Linked DNA regions of Delphinus delphis: region 2 is linked to region 1. The links are chromatin contacts, called in public Hi-C maps. All regions are on one chromosome and are shown on one strand. Each heading gives the region's core, a stretch centred on a gene start, on an enhancer-like site or on the middle of the called end of the contact. The rest is flanking DNA. Distances are from core to core; before and after follow the strand shown.

Region 1 (6,627 bases), core at 2,184-4,683:
AGTCACCCCTACCTTCAGCAACCACCATGTGATCAGTCAGCAGCCATCCACAATGAGGTATTGACCGAAGGTGAGGGGGTGGGGTGAGGTGGGAGGATGGGGGGGAGTCAGTATATATACGATTTTAGTGAAGGGGAGATGCATGCAATCAAGCAGACCTTTTGGCAGAAGGTTGCTGCTAGTCACGAGGAGCAGAGGTCTCCATTAATGATTTTAGTGCTTTTCTAGATATGAGAAGATACAAGAAATTGGGCTCATAAAATCTCTTGAAAATATCTAACTATCTGAAGGCCTGTTCCGCCAGTTTTTCCCAAAGCACAGAGTACCTCATTCCTGATCTCCTGCCTCGGCCCTTAACTCCTTTCAGGGTGTGCTGAAGGTCCGTAACTGCAGTGGCCAGTGACTTCATTCTTGTAGAACCACGTGGTGAGTGACAATTCTTAGTTGGTAGTGGCAAGACCCACACTGGCAAAAAGATTACAACTCACTGAAGGCCCAGATGATGGTTAGTATTTTTTAACAATAAAGTTACTTTTAAATTAAGATATGTACATTTTCTTTTAGACATGATGCTATTGGACACTTTATAGACTGCAGTATAGTGTAAACATAACTTTTATATGCACTGGGAAACCAAAAAGTGCCTGTTTGCTTTACTGTCATGGTCTGGAATTGAACCCACAGTATCTCCAAGGTATGCCTGTACTAAAAAAATTATTGAATACATGGTGATGACAAGAAAATACCTACATCAAAAGGTTTTGTGAGGATTAACTGAGTGTACCTGGAGGAATATAAAGTGCTTCAATACAGTGTCCAGCACAAAGTAAGCTCAATAATGTTGGCTAATACCATTATCAAAGGAATCCAGAAGAGGGTGAGGTGTGGCATGAGCAGAGGCAGTTACACAGTGTCAAGAAGAGGCAGGTCTTGAGCTTGATCTGGAAAGATAAGGATTTTTCTGCTGGGCAGAGAGATGGGGGCACGGCAGGGGGCTGGAAGAGTCTCCTCTTCCATACAAGCTGCCCCTCCCTCACAGGTGCTCTCCCAGCTCCTCCATTAAATGCAGAGTCATCCCACGAAGAATCATCTACTGACCAGCCTCTCTCTGTCCATCCATTAATCCATTTATCTTTCACTTCTACGCCACCAGGGCCTAGATGAATTTCACCCCAAAAAGGCACACAATAATGTTGTCGAATTGATTTCTGAAATCTGTAGAAAAGGCACAGGCTACTCTTCAGACCAGCAATCCTGGCCTGGGGACCTATCCTAGAGAAATACTCAAAGGTCAGCATGAAAAATCACATACAAGGATGTCCACTACAGTATGGCTTGTGAGGGGGTCAAAACAGAAGCAACCCGAATGTCCACCCATGAGAAAAGAATAAATACACTATGGTGCATCCGTACTGTGCGGAGGTGAAACTAAGTAACACAGTTGCTTATGTACCAGCATAAAAAATCTCCAAAATATATTGTTAAATTGGGGGAAAAAAAGGTTGGAGGGGGACTTCTCTGGTGGTCCAGTGGGTAAGACTCCGTGCTCCCAAGGCAGGGGGCCCAGGTTCCATCCCTGGTTGGGGAACTAGATCCCACATGCATGCCACAACTAAGAAGTCTGCATGCCACAACTAAATAAAAAAAGATCCCGCGCGCCGCAACTAAGGCCCGGCGCAGCCAAAATAAATAAAAATAACAACAACAACAAAAAAGGTTGGAGAATACACACTACATGATCTCATTTATGTAAAACAAGCAAATATTCTAAAACCACACACACAAGAACCTAAAGATTTCTCTGGAGATATAGATAAGCATTAACACGATAGATACATGTTAACACCACTGTGCGTTTCAAAACTGTGCCTGAAAAATATCAAGTTTTCAATGAGCATTTGCTGAATGGATGAAGACACATGTACATGAGCAGAAAAAGACTGGAAAATGGATCTGCTTTTCGTGCTAAATATTTCTGTACTATTTGCATTTTAAGAGGCCGCACTAATGTATTACTTGCATGATTTAAATGAACTCAAATAGTTCTTCAAAAACAAACAAAAAAACAAACAAACAACCGTTGCAGGACCTGGATAGATCATAAAGGGGTCTATGCACCAACTCTTGAATAACTTTTCAAGGTAGCTAATTTAATCGTACTGACCAATCAGGGATCTTACACAGCAACTCAACTCTCACTTTACCTCTCCAGCATCAAACTTCTCAACAGCAGACGAACAGAAAAGTGGTGCGTTTTAAACTGTTCTGAAAAACAGTTAATAGCATGCCCTTCCTAAAGGGTATTCTAACAAACCACGCGCCGGGCCTCCCCCGCGCACACCAAGGAACCCAGTAAGGACCGCGGGCGGGCGCGAAAGGTCCTCCAGGCAGGTGTGCGCACACAGAGCCCCAGGAAGGAAACTCACTCTCCGACTTGCCTTTTCACGATCTGTAATCTGTCTCTCCTGCTGTGGCTTCATCTCCCGGAGGAACTAATTTCTTCTGTGATGCAGCCCAGAGCCCAAGGTCACCTGGTCAGGGGAGGAGAAGCGCGATGTTAAAACCCCGGGAGAAGAAGAGCGCGCAGTGGATGGCACCCTCGTGGTTTGGTTCTAACCCGAACCGACACCTGCATTTCAGACGAGGAATCGTCAGCCCTCATCACACCTGCTAATTCAAACTTGCGCGCCATTGCGCCCCAGAGGGGAGGGTGGGCCGGGAACCCTCACCCACACCCGGAGACGGGCCTGCCGGTGCCCGAGAGTCCTCGGCCGAGCTGAAACCCAGGCGAGGCGGACCCGTCCCCCCTGCCGGGTCTCCGCTACCTCACGGGCCGGTGCGCAGAGGTCTTCAGCCTCGGGCGTGCGCCGGAGAGAAAAGGAGGGAGGGCGAGCCGCGTAGACCAGGGCGGGGGATGCAGATCCCAAGGCTCGACCACCGCCGGCTGGGAAGGTGCGGCGTGGCGAGGGCCGGCTTCGGGTCCGCTCTGCGCAGCTCCCTCTGGAGCGCCGCGCCGGGCTCCAGGGCGCCGCGGGTCCGAAATGCCACAGCAGCTGCGGGAGTGAACTCCGCACCTGGAAAATCGATCTGAGACGCGCATGAGCCTCCCATTGGTCTCCAACGGGCAGCAGGCGCTAAGACTGGGGGCGGGGGCGCCAGAGCGGGGTCTTCAGTGGGGGAGGGGCCGAGGGCGGGAGCGCCGGCTGTCCATCACAGGCCACGCCCTCCCCATGCCCAACCCCCTTGTGGCTCCGCCCACGGGGGGCCGGGCCAGAGTACGCCACGCCGAAAACTTCTCCACCCCCGCGGGAGATTCGATTGGCTGGAAGGCCGTGGGAAGCTACTACTAGCAACCAATTGAAATGCACAATCGCCCCTGTGTGGGCGGGGGTGACCGAACGTTTCCTCAGGAGCCAATAGAGAAGAGGAACAACGAAGCGCTTCCCGAGATCGTGGGTCGGCGGAAGATGGCGGTCGCCGCAAGGGGTTGGTGCTTGGGCGAGTTATTGAGGTGAGGAGCGGGTGGTGTGGGCTCGCAGGCGTTTTCCGTGCCGCAGTTGTATTTGTCCTCCCAGTGCGACTAATGTTTGAGAGGAAGGGCTTTGCTTGTCACGAGTCTAAGCTATTTTCTCAAGGCCAGTGACGGTTTCCTCTCCCTTTGGGGTCTTCTAGATAGACAAAGAGGCTGCGTTAAAGACTCAGTTTACCGCGTTTTCTTTCCCTGCCCCACTGCTGGCTGAGGGCTCGAGTTTCCCTCCCGGCTTTAGCTTTTTCTTTCTCTTATTCGCACTCCTATTCGTCTGTCATAAGTTATTCGCATTCATTCCTCATTTTCCTTTATGGTTGAGCCACGAATCATTTTCCAATCTATCATGTTCTTTTTGGTGAAGAAGAAACCGGGTCTTCCTTTTTCTTGTCTTAGTTTGTCTTCTTTCACTCACCAGAACTGTCATTGTTAGCATATGTCATTTAAATGTCAAGTTTATGTTGAATTCTCTTCTTGATTTTCCATTGATTTCTTTTCTGATTGATGTAAGAATAGTTATATAAAATATTTCTACCTTGTCGTCATTGCATAGGTAATACGTTGTTTCTTGTAAAAAAGTTAGGAAATAAATGAGCAAAACAGAAGTCTCCAGGAATGCTACCATCCAGAGATAACTATTGTTAACATTTTGGTGAAAAAACTCCCAGACCTTTCTTCCACATTTGTTGTTGTAATACTACTGTATTTTACATGTGTTGACTTACACTAGTAAAACAGAAGACCTAGTATATTCCACCTACACAGCTCTTTTAACACCTACATATTTTTGTTCAGGTTGAAATTTTATCATTAATACGATAGCATCCTGAATAGCAGTGTATATGTATTCTCTCCAAAATTCAGGTATTATTTCTTCATTATTGCCCCCTCTACTTCAAGTTCTGTAATGATTATTTAAATCATTGGAACAGGAAAGTATTTTCAGAGCGTTCATATTCTTCCCTGCCATTTGAAATATCCCGAACTCCCTGCTTTGCACATAATAATGACTAAATAAAAGTTTGCTGAATGGAATGATTCACTGTTGGTTACAGTTACCTTTTCAAAGTCTTGTGTTTAAATATGAGTAAATATTTAATGGCACACATTTTAGTTATATTTAAACAAATTCTAAAATGGTTGATTTTGATGTGCAAATACTGTAGGATGTTTAATAAATTTCTTTATAGAACCTGTATGTGTATCTTTGAAACTAACAAACTCAAAACAAAGGACTGGCTCAATTTTAGTCATTAATATGATTTTTTTTTTCTGATTTTCAGTTGAATAGTTCAGTTTGAAAATCCTATCACATTTATTTTCCCACTTAAGTCATTTGAAGGAAATGTCATAAAAATCTTTGGATTCTGTGAGTCAGCTACATTTTAAATTAAACAGACTTTTTGTCTTGTCCTGAGAAAGCTAACTATTCAAGATAATATGGCTTTTATGAACTGATATATTCCAAACATTAAGTGGCCAATCTTACCACTTCTGTCAAGCTCTCTTCATCCTTCACAGCAGTGGTTCTTAAAGTGTGGTCCATAGACCCCTGCAAATCCCCAAGCCCCTTTCAGTGGGTCCTCAAGGTCAAAATTATTTTTATAATAATGTTGGGATAACGTTTGCCTCTTTCATTTTGTTGACATTTGCACTGATAGTGCAAAAGTAATGGTGGATAAAACTGTTACTTAGCACAAATCAAGGCAGTGACATCAAACTGTACTAGCAGTCATTGTGTTTCACCTCCATGCACTTGCTAAGAATGTCCTTGATGAAGCAGTAAAAATTATTAATTTTCTTAAATCTCAACCCTTGAGTACATATCTTTTTCTGTTTGTTTGTTTTTGTTTTTGTTTTTTTTTTGCGGTACGCGGGCCTCTCACTGTTGTGGCCTCCCCCGTTGCGGAGCACAGGCTCCGGACGCGCAGGCTCAGCGGCCATGGCTCACGGGCCCAGCCGCTCCGCGGCATGTGGGATCCTCCCGGACTGGAGCACGAACCCGTGTCTCCTGCATCGGCAGGCGGGCTCTCAACCACTGCGCCACCAGGGAAGCCCGAGTACATATCTTTTTAATATTCTGTATGACAAAATGGGGGGAACACATAAAGCACTTCGACATACCAAAGTAAAATGGTTATCTCAAGGAAAACCTCTAGTATGATTGTCTACATTGCAAGTTGAATTAGACACCTACTTTTTACAGGACACAGTTTTTATTTGAAAGACCGACTGACAGACAAACTGACTTGGGTATTTAGTAGATATTTTCTTGAAAATGAATGATTGACCCTGTTACTTCAAAGAAAACAAGTGACTGGGAATTCCCTGGCAGTCCAGTGGTTAGAACTCTGTGCATCCACTGCAGGGGCCACAGGTTCAATCCCTGGTCGGGGATCCTGGAAGCTGTGTGTGCGGCCAAAAAAAAAAACAAAACAGAAACAAAGAAAACAAGTGACAGAATTTGTTGCTAATGATAAAAGTTTGAGTTTTCACGTGAAAGTTAGAATTTTGGGAAACTTGTATCTGCCATTCTGACCTTGACCATTTTCCAATGCTTAAAAGATTTTTTCTGATGAGATGGGTAGTAATCTTAACAAGTGTGATTTTGGGGTATTGTATAAAGAAATGTGTCAACATTTGGAAACTCTCCATTACTCGTGAACCAATATTGCCCAAATAAGTCACAGTGTTACAAAATCACACATGCAGAAAAGTTCCATTCAAAGGGCAAGATAAACCAATAGATTTCAGTGTAACAGAGCATGGAAAGGGCATTGATAGGGTTTCAGATTCCATGTTGCAATTGACTATTAAGAAATTGCCACTTGTCTGATTCGGTATAGTATTACAGAAGAATATTAGTAGCCAGAATAGGCCATTTAAAAATACTCCTCTCTTTTCCTGCTACATATGTGAGTGAGCCTGGGTTTTCTTCGTATACTTGAACCAGAACAACATATCGTTACAGATTGAATGCAGAAGCACATATGAGAAGCCACTGTCTTCTGTTAAGCCAGACATTAAAAACAGTGACACCCTCCTTACTACTTATTTTGGTTTAGAAAACATAAGTTTTTTAAAATAAAAATATGTTTATG
Region 2 (6,627 bases), core at 2,055-4,554, 510 kb before region 1:
AAAAATAAAGCAGCATGAAAGGGGAAATAGAAAAAGATTAATGTGTGAGAAAATACATGAAATGCAATTCCGTAATTCCATAAAGATAGAAACAAAGTGACTCCAAGTTGCAACATATACTTTAAATGCAACAGAACTACATTCAATCATTTTCCAAAGCCAAAGATGTTCAGGCACTGAAAAGTTACCCTTAAAAAGTAAAGCATAAACATTTCTAAAACAAGGGAACAATTCTGCTTCTTTCTATATAAAGAAACCAAACGCTGTAGTTGTGGGAAGAATTTCCCTGAAATTTGTGAAACTCCTGAAAACTGTGGCTCATGGAACTTGGGAACAAGAACAAAATGTGTGCCTAAAAATATCACTGTGGTAATAGTGCTTCGCACAACATAGGAACTGAACTCCTTGGATTTAATATTCCTTTGTTATGTGTAACATTACACATTCTTCAGTATCTTTTACTTCCCAGGCCAGTTATCTCAAGAAGTGTTATAATGGATCACCTTGCATTATCCCATAGTGAACCATCATGTGATTTAATGGTCTCGTCTCATCTTCAAAGAGATAACAGCAAGTGCAACAGAGGAACTGGGAGAGTTAAGGGAGAAAGGAAGGGTTCTTTCATATTTTCAAACAGCCTCTTTTCCAAGGGTTTGGAGTTTAAAACAAAACTCTGGACCTGTCATTTAATTCAAGAATGGCTTCAGAATTCTTCCTGCATAGTGCCTTACTGGACACACCCCAAAAGCTGAGAAATCTTAATGTACTCAGCCAGTTAGTACACTACAATGAAAACCTTCTTACCTTTCAGAGCTATATAATATGGTTAAATTAAACCCTGATACAACAAATAGAATAATTTCCTCTAACATTTTAAGACCACTAATCAACTAGTGTCTGTCAGTCATTGCAAGAGTTGCACAATTGCCTGTGGACAGACTACCAGAGAAACTGAGTGTGGTGAGGCAGGATGTTTTCCCGTTTATTTCCTGAGTGAACTTTAAGGTTAAAACTAAATTTATGTCAACTTCATAGCAAAGAATTCAGATTCGAATTCTGAACACAAATACATTTTAAAAAAAGAAAAAAAAAATGAGGGCTATAAAACCATATACAGTGTGGTCATTGTTTCACTTTTGGATTATGTGCATACTGGATTTTAATCTGAAATGTTTTACACTTGTATTTCACGTTATACAGTTTCGGGACTGGACTGTTTTTCCACAAAAAGAAAAATCAACTGTTTTTCCACCTTAATAGTCAACCTACCTGCCCATAGTTGTCTATGCCAGTTACTAATCTATTTAAATTTAATAAATCAAAAGCTGTCCTTAGGGATTGGCCAAGAGTCGTAAGTCCTTCAGCCTGAAGGTTTTTCAGTTCATTCATAAACGTTGCATGGTTTTCTTTCCATCCGGCCTGAAAAGAAAAACGTAAGAATTTTTTTTCATCTTTCAAAGCCATGTGCACACGGACGGCCGTTACAATCTGCCGTTCACCAAGGAGCTGCTTCACTTTGCTGCACGGTTTTGAGTAACGTGTCAATAACGCATCACTGCTGAGGAAACTCTCTTCCAAAGGAGGCCAAGAATAAACCTGCTGGCTCTACAGCTTTCGTCAGTTACCAGCCTTCGTACTTTATAACTTCCCCGGGAAGCGTACTCCCCAGCCTCATACCCAGAATTCGGGGATGCAAAGATACTGGTGGAAAGCAGAAGTGAGCGGGACTTGCGAAGTTCACCTAGCGCGCTGTCCCACCGGCCCGCAGCCCTCTCGGGGAGACTCCGCAGCCCCAGCCCCGCGGCCCCCGCCCCCCTCCCCGGCCTCGGGCCGGTTCCCCTTTAATGCAGACCCAGGCTCGGCGCTGCCGGGCCCGGCTGTCACTCGGGCTAACTTGAATAAATATCCCCCACAGTTCATTGCTGCCGCTCACGCCGCGGAGGGGAAATGTCGGCCATGTTGATCGCAGCGCCGCCGCCGCCGCCGCCGCCGCCGCCGCCGCCGGGCCGGGCTGGGGAGGGGACGGCGGTGGCCCGGCGACTCCGCGCCGCGCCAGGACGCTCCGTAGCGGGGGAGGGGGTGGGAGCCCGCAGGGGAAAAGACCTCAGCGCCTGGAGCACAGCGGGTGGGGGAGGGGAGCATAATGAAGGGTGAATGGGGGGGCGGGGAGGGTGAGAGAGGAAGGAACAGGGAAGGGAAGGGAAGGGGGAGGGCGAGGGCTGTTACCTTGATAGCATAGGGCGGCTCTTCGAAAGTGACCAGCATATACCTGTCTCCTCTGCTGGCAGGGTCCCGGGCACGGAGCTGCGGGAGAGCGGGTGGGGAACGGGAGGAGGAACAGGGCGGGCGAGAGGGAAGCACAGAGGCGAGGTTACCAGGCGGAGAAGGGGCGCCCAGCGGCCCCGCCGCCCCCCACAGTACCGCACACGCCGCAGCCGCCCCACACACACAGATCGGCCCCCGCACACCGCCCGGGGCCGCAGCCCCGGCCCGGGCCGAGCCCGGCTTGCAGCGCCCGCCCGCCCGCGCGGTGGGGGAGGGGGTCCCCGAGCCCGGCAGCTCCCGCAGTCAGGTCCCCGACACCTCCGCCTCGCCGCCCCCGGCCGCCCTCCCCCCACCCCTGCCGCCCGCTGGCCGCCGGACCGGGGTCGCCGCCCGGGCTCGGTCAGTCGGTACCTTCATGAAGGTCTCTACCGCGCCTTTGGCCGTGTCCAGGTAGGTGGTGCCCAGATGGCTGCGCTGGTTCATAGAGGCAGACGTGTCTATCAGGAACAGTAAGATGGGCATAGTGCTGGCCGGGGACACCGGGGCCCGAGGTGGTGGAGAAAGAGGAGATGGTAGAGGTGGAGGCGCCGGTGGCGGCGGCGGCGACCGCCGCTACGCGGGGCGGGGGAGCGCGGCCCCCGGGAGGAAAACACGGTCTGGGTCTTTCCTCCGGCTGCGGGGAGTTTCTCCCCCGATAGTTGAGAGGAAACTCCCCAGACCCAGTCCTCCCAGTCGTACCCCCGCCTCCGCCTCCTCCTGCCTGCCTGCCCGCTGGGGCGGGCGCCCGGCCGTCTGTCTGTCGGTCCGTCCCCCCCGCCTCGGGGGTCCCGTCCCCGCTCCCGGCCCCTGTGTGTGTCCCAGCGGGAGACGGGCCTGGCTCCCAACCCCACCCCCGGTGCAGGGAGTGGGGACCTGGGAGCTGGCGAAGAGGGGAGTGGGCTGAGGGGAGATTGGCCCTGGGGCTGTTGGGAGAAGTTTCAGGGACTCCCTCCGCACCCCGGCGGTGTCACCACTTTCTCAGCCCCTCTCGCTACTGAAGCGCTTTTCTCTCTCACACTCCGGTTTTAACTCGGGCAGGGGCTGCAGAGGCTCCGCCCCCTGACACGTCCTCTAGCCACGTGATGCACCGCCCTGCTAATCTATTGGCTGATCCCTGGCCTCTTATTAGCATATTCAAACAGCTCAGGGGCGGGGGAAGCTTGGAGGCTGGCTCCGGGAACAGTTTTGGAGCACGCGCGGAGGCGGAGCGTCGGGTGCGCGCGAGAGCGAGCGCGAGGGGCGAGCAGGCGGGCCGGCAGACGCGGAGGCGGGCTCCGGGAAGGGGCGGGGACAGCCCGCGGAAGGACGGCGGTATGGGGGCGGGGGCCGCGGCCGTGAGTCTGCGCGTGAGGCCCGTCGGCCTCTCCTTGGCTGTTGGAGGTGATAGGGGTCGGAGGAAGGGAAATGGAGGCTGGCCTCAGCTCCTGTTTCGAGGTCGCTGTAGCGAACCCCTTCCCCAATGGGCGAGTGAGGAGGGGATGAGTAGAGTGATCCAACGCCCGGTTAGGAGTCGGGGCAGGCCGGCGGTCATCCTCCGGATGAGGGCTCGGGGCCCGCGGTCGTCGGAGGAGGTTCCTTGGGCCTCGGAGGGCCGGCCCCAGCGCGGGCGGGCCCGGGGCGGGGGAAGGGAAGTGAGAGGTTGTTTATGACCAGGGACTAATCTTCTCCGCGAGTCACTCCGCTCCCGTAGGGGAGTGGGGGACGAGGGGCGATCCTTGTCCGCAGCCTCGCTCGGCCTTGGGCAGCGACCGAGGGTGAGGGCTGGACCTAGCCAGGAGCCCCCTCGTTGGAGGACCCACCAGAAAGGGAACAAACCCTTTTATTCCGAACTCAGCCCTAAAAGGGCAGCGGGGGAAGACTCAAATATCGATAAACAGTTTATTGCCCCTTTTATACTCGGGGAAAAATAACCCGTCCTACCCAAAGAAATAACCTCTCACAAGCCATGTTTACTTAGGGCCACAGAATATCAATCTCAGAGCTAAAAGGGGCCTTAGAAAAGCAGCGTCCATTACTCTTGTTTTTAGATGAACAGACTGACTTGGCTTGCCCAGGTGACACATAGCATGGGTTCTCCATAGCCCTGCCAGTGCCCTTTCCTTGCACTCTATGCTGTCTCAGACTCGATCCAAATACTGCCTGAAGGCAGACGTTCTCGGATAAAACCAGCCCGTCACCAGGCTTGATGGCATAATGATTCCTCTCCTAAATTATGTCCGAGGAAAAGTTGCCTCAAATATACTAGTTGAAAACTTAAAGACGTTGCCTAAAATACAAGTTGAATGAGGGACATACGACCTGTATAAGACTGTGTAGAGATTTATAGGGCCTCTCCTATTGGCCTAGCATTTCGATTGTTTATCCTGAAATTCTTAATTATTTCCCTACTGGTCACTCAAAGAAGTTGTTCCTATTACCATTAACACAGAACAGACATGTTTTGTGGCACTTTTTTTAAATTTTGAATTTTATAACTCGGACTTTTCCTAATATTTAAGACAACCTCTGAATTTTTGTTAATTTATAGTAGGGCTATTCAGTAATATGGCGTTCTGTATGCGCCATAGAAGAGTAAAATACTTTTAAGAGATTTGGACTTCTAAAAGTGGAGTAGCGAGCTTACATCCAATATTTGCTTAGGACCAGTGGAGTTAAAAAATGTTTAAAATATTGTCCCTGCCTTCAAAGAGTTTGTGGTTTTTCTAGAAGAATATTGCCTACGTATTATTAGCTACTACAGAGTAGAAAATGATTAGATACTAAATAATTCAGAAAAGAGAAAAATTTATTTCCCTAGGGTAATGAAAGAACAAATTTTCCAGGGTCAGGAGGTTTAAGCGGTGCCTTAAAGCAATGTTTCTCAAACTGGGATCCTAGACCCTGGAGATAAGAATTAGAGTTCTTTGATACTTTTAAGTTTTTTGTTTTCATTTTAATGACAATATACAAATTGTTTTATTAGTTATAAAGACAAATTTTTTCTTTCGAAGTGATAATTTGCAACTGAAAGATTTTCATAGAGTTGGTCTTCAGATTTCTCTATCAGTGCTTTCAAACTGTGTTCTGTGGACTCCTGCCTTTCAGAAAATGTATTTTCTAGGATCATAATTTCTTTTACATTTCTCAGGTTTGAGAAACACTGCTTTAAAAGATCGGTAGGATTTGGGTATGTGGGTAAAGGAAAAGAAGCTGCTGGTGAAAACTCCTTCTAGACGTTGAAGATGTAGTAAAGAAAGGAAGTTAGCACAGCATTGCCAATGGCTTCCTGGGGAACAATCAAGTTCAGCTAGGCTGGAGCACCAGGTACATGAAGAACAGTATAAGATCCAGAAAGGTAGGTCAGGTCTGGATGGTAGAGGGCCTTTATTCCAGGCTAAGAATTTTTTTTCATATAAATTGGAGTTTTTAATTAGGGTGCTGTGTACAAAGCAGTGTTTGAAGGGAATCGAACTAGACGAGTGAGGTAGATGAACATGCATTAATAATGACCTTACCTATTGCCGTTACTTGAAATCATTTCCAGCGGAGCCACCATGGTCTTTCTTCCCTGACTCCATGGAGTTGGCAGATTGTTGCACTAGGGTCGTAAGTGGAGATGTATGGCAGAGCCAGGATTAGATGCAAAGATCAGGAGAGCCAAGTCCAAGGAGCCAACCTGGAGCACATAACCAGAACCTATGCTTGTGGTGGCACCTGAGATCAAAGGCCAGGTTTCCAGTTCAGAGGCCCAGAAGTGCTGGAAGGCAAGGCCCCAAGGCAGAACAGGAAAAAAATCAGGACATACATAAGCAGCAAATCAAGAGGCAGTCCAAAACCAGGAAGCATTGACGAGTGGTCCCTAGACAAAATTGTGAAATAGGCCAAGTTTATTCTTAGTGACTCTGGTTGGCAATTAAGCTATTAGTTGGTGATGGCTTAAATTAGTGGTTCTGGGCCAGGAGATGTACATCAGCATTATCAATAGAGCTTAAAAATAATAATGAATGTACCAAACCCAGAGGAAAGTGATACAGTAGAATTGGGATGGGCCCTCCACCTCTCATTTTTTAAAAAGCTATTCAGGTGAATCTTAAATAATGCTGATTAAGAGCTATATGCTTAAAGTATAAGAATATGTGTCTAGCATCTAGTAGTACTCAGTAAATAACTTTAAAAATTCACATACCCTTAGAGTTATTACATTTCTTAAAACTCCTAAAATAAATCTGCAAACTAAAAGGGAAAAAAACTATAAATGTGACACCAATATAGATAACAGTGGAGTTCCATAACATGCATATTTAAATTGCTTGAATTCAACTATATTTGACAAAAAGGAAAAAG

What was found. Hi-C and Micro-C count contacts between places; a contact is called where the count stands out from the background.
Region 2: a Hi-C map of lung shows a contact between it and region 1, with 4 times the contacts expected there. The contact joins the promoter of INTS6 here to the promoter of ALG11 in region 1. A contact is called at or near these places in 2 of 3 Hi-C or Micro-C datasets (lung and muscle).

Annotation. Positions count from the first base shown.
Region 1 is chr18:15,636,555-15,643,181 of mDelDel1.2, reverse strand. ALG11 (ALG11 alpha-1,2-mannosyltransferase) reads left to right here and starts at 3,433. Exons shown (of 4, transcript XM_059996116.1): 1 at 3,433-3,511. The coding sequence starts at 3,468.
Region 2 is chr18:16,141,988-16,148,614 of mDelDel1.2, reverse strand. It overlaps INTS6 (integrator complex subunit 6), which reads right to left and starts at 3,304. Exons shown (of 20, transcript XR_009516838.1): 1 at 2,677-3,304; 2 at 2,227-2,304; 3 at 1,270-1,419.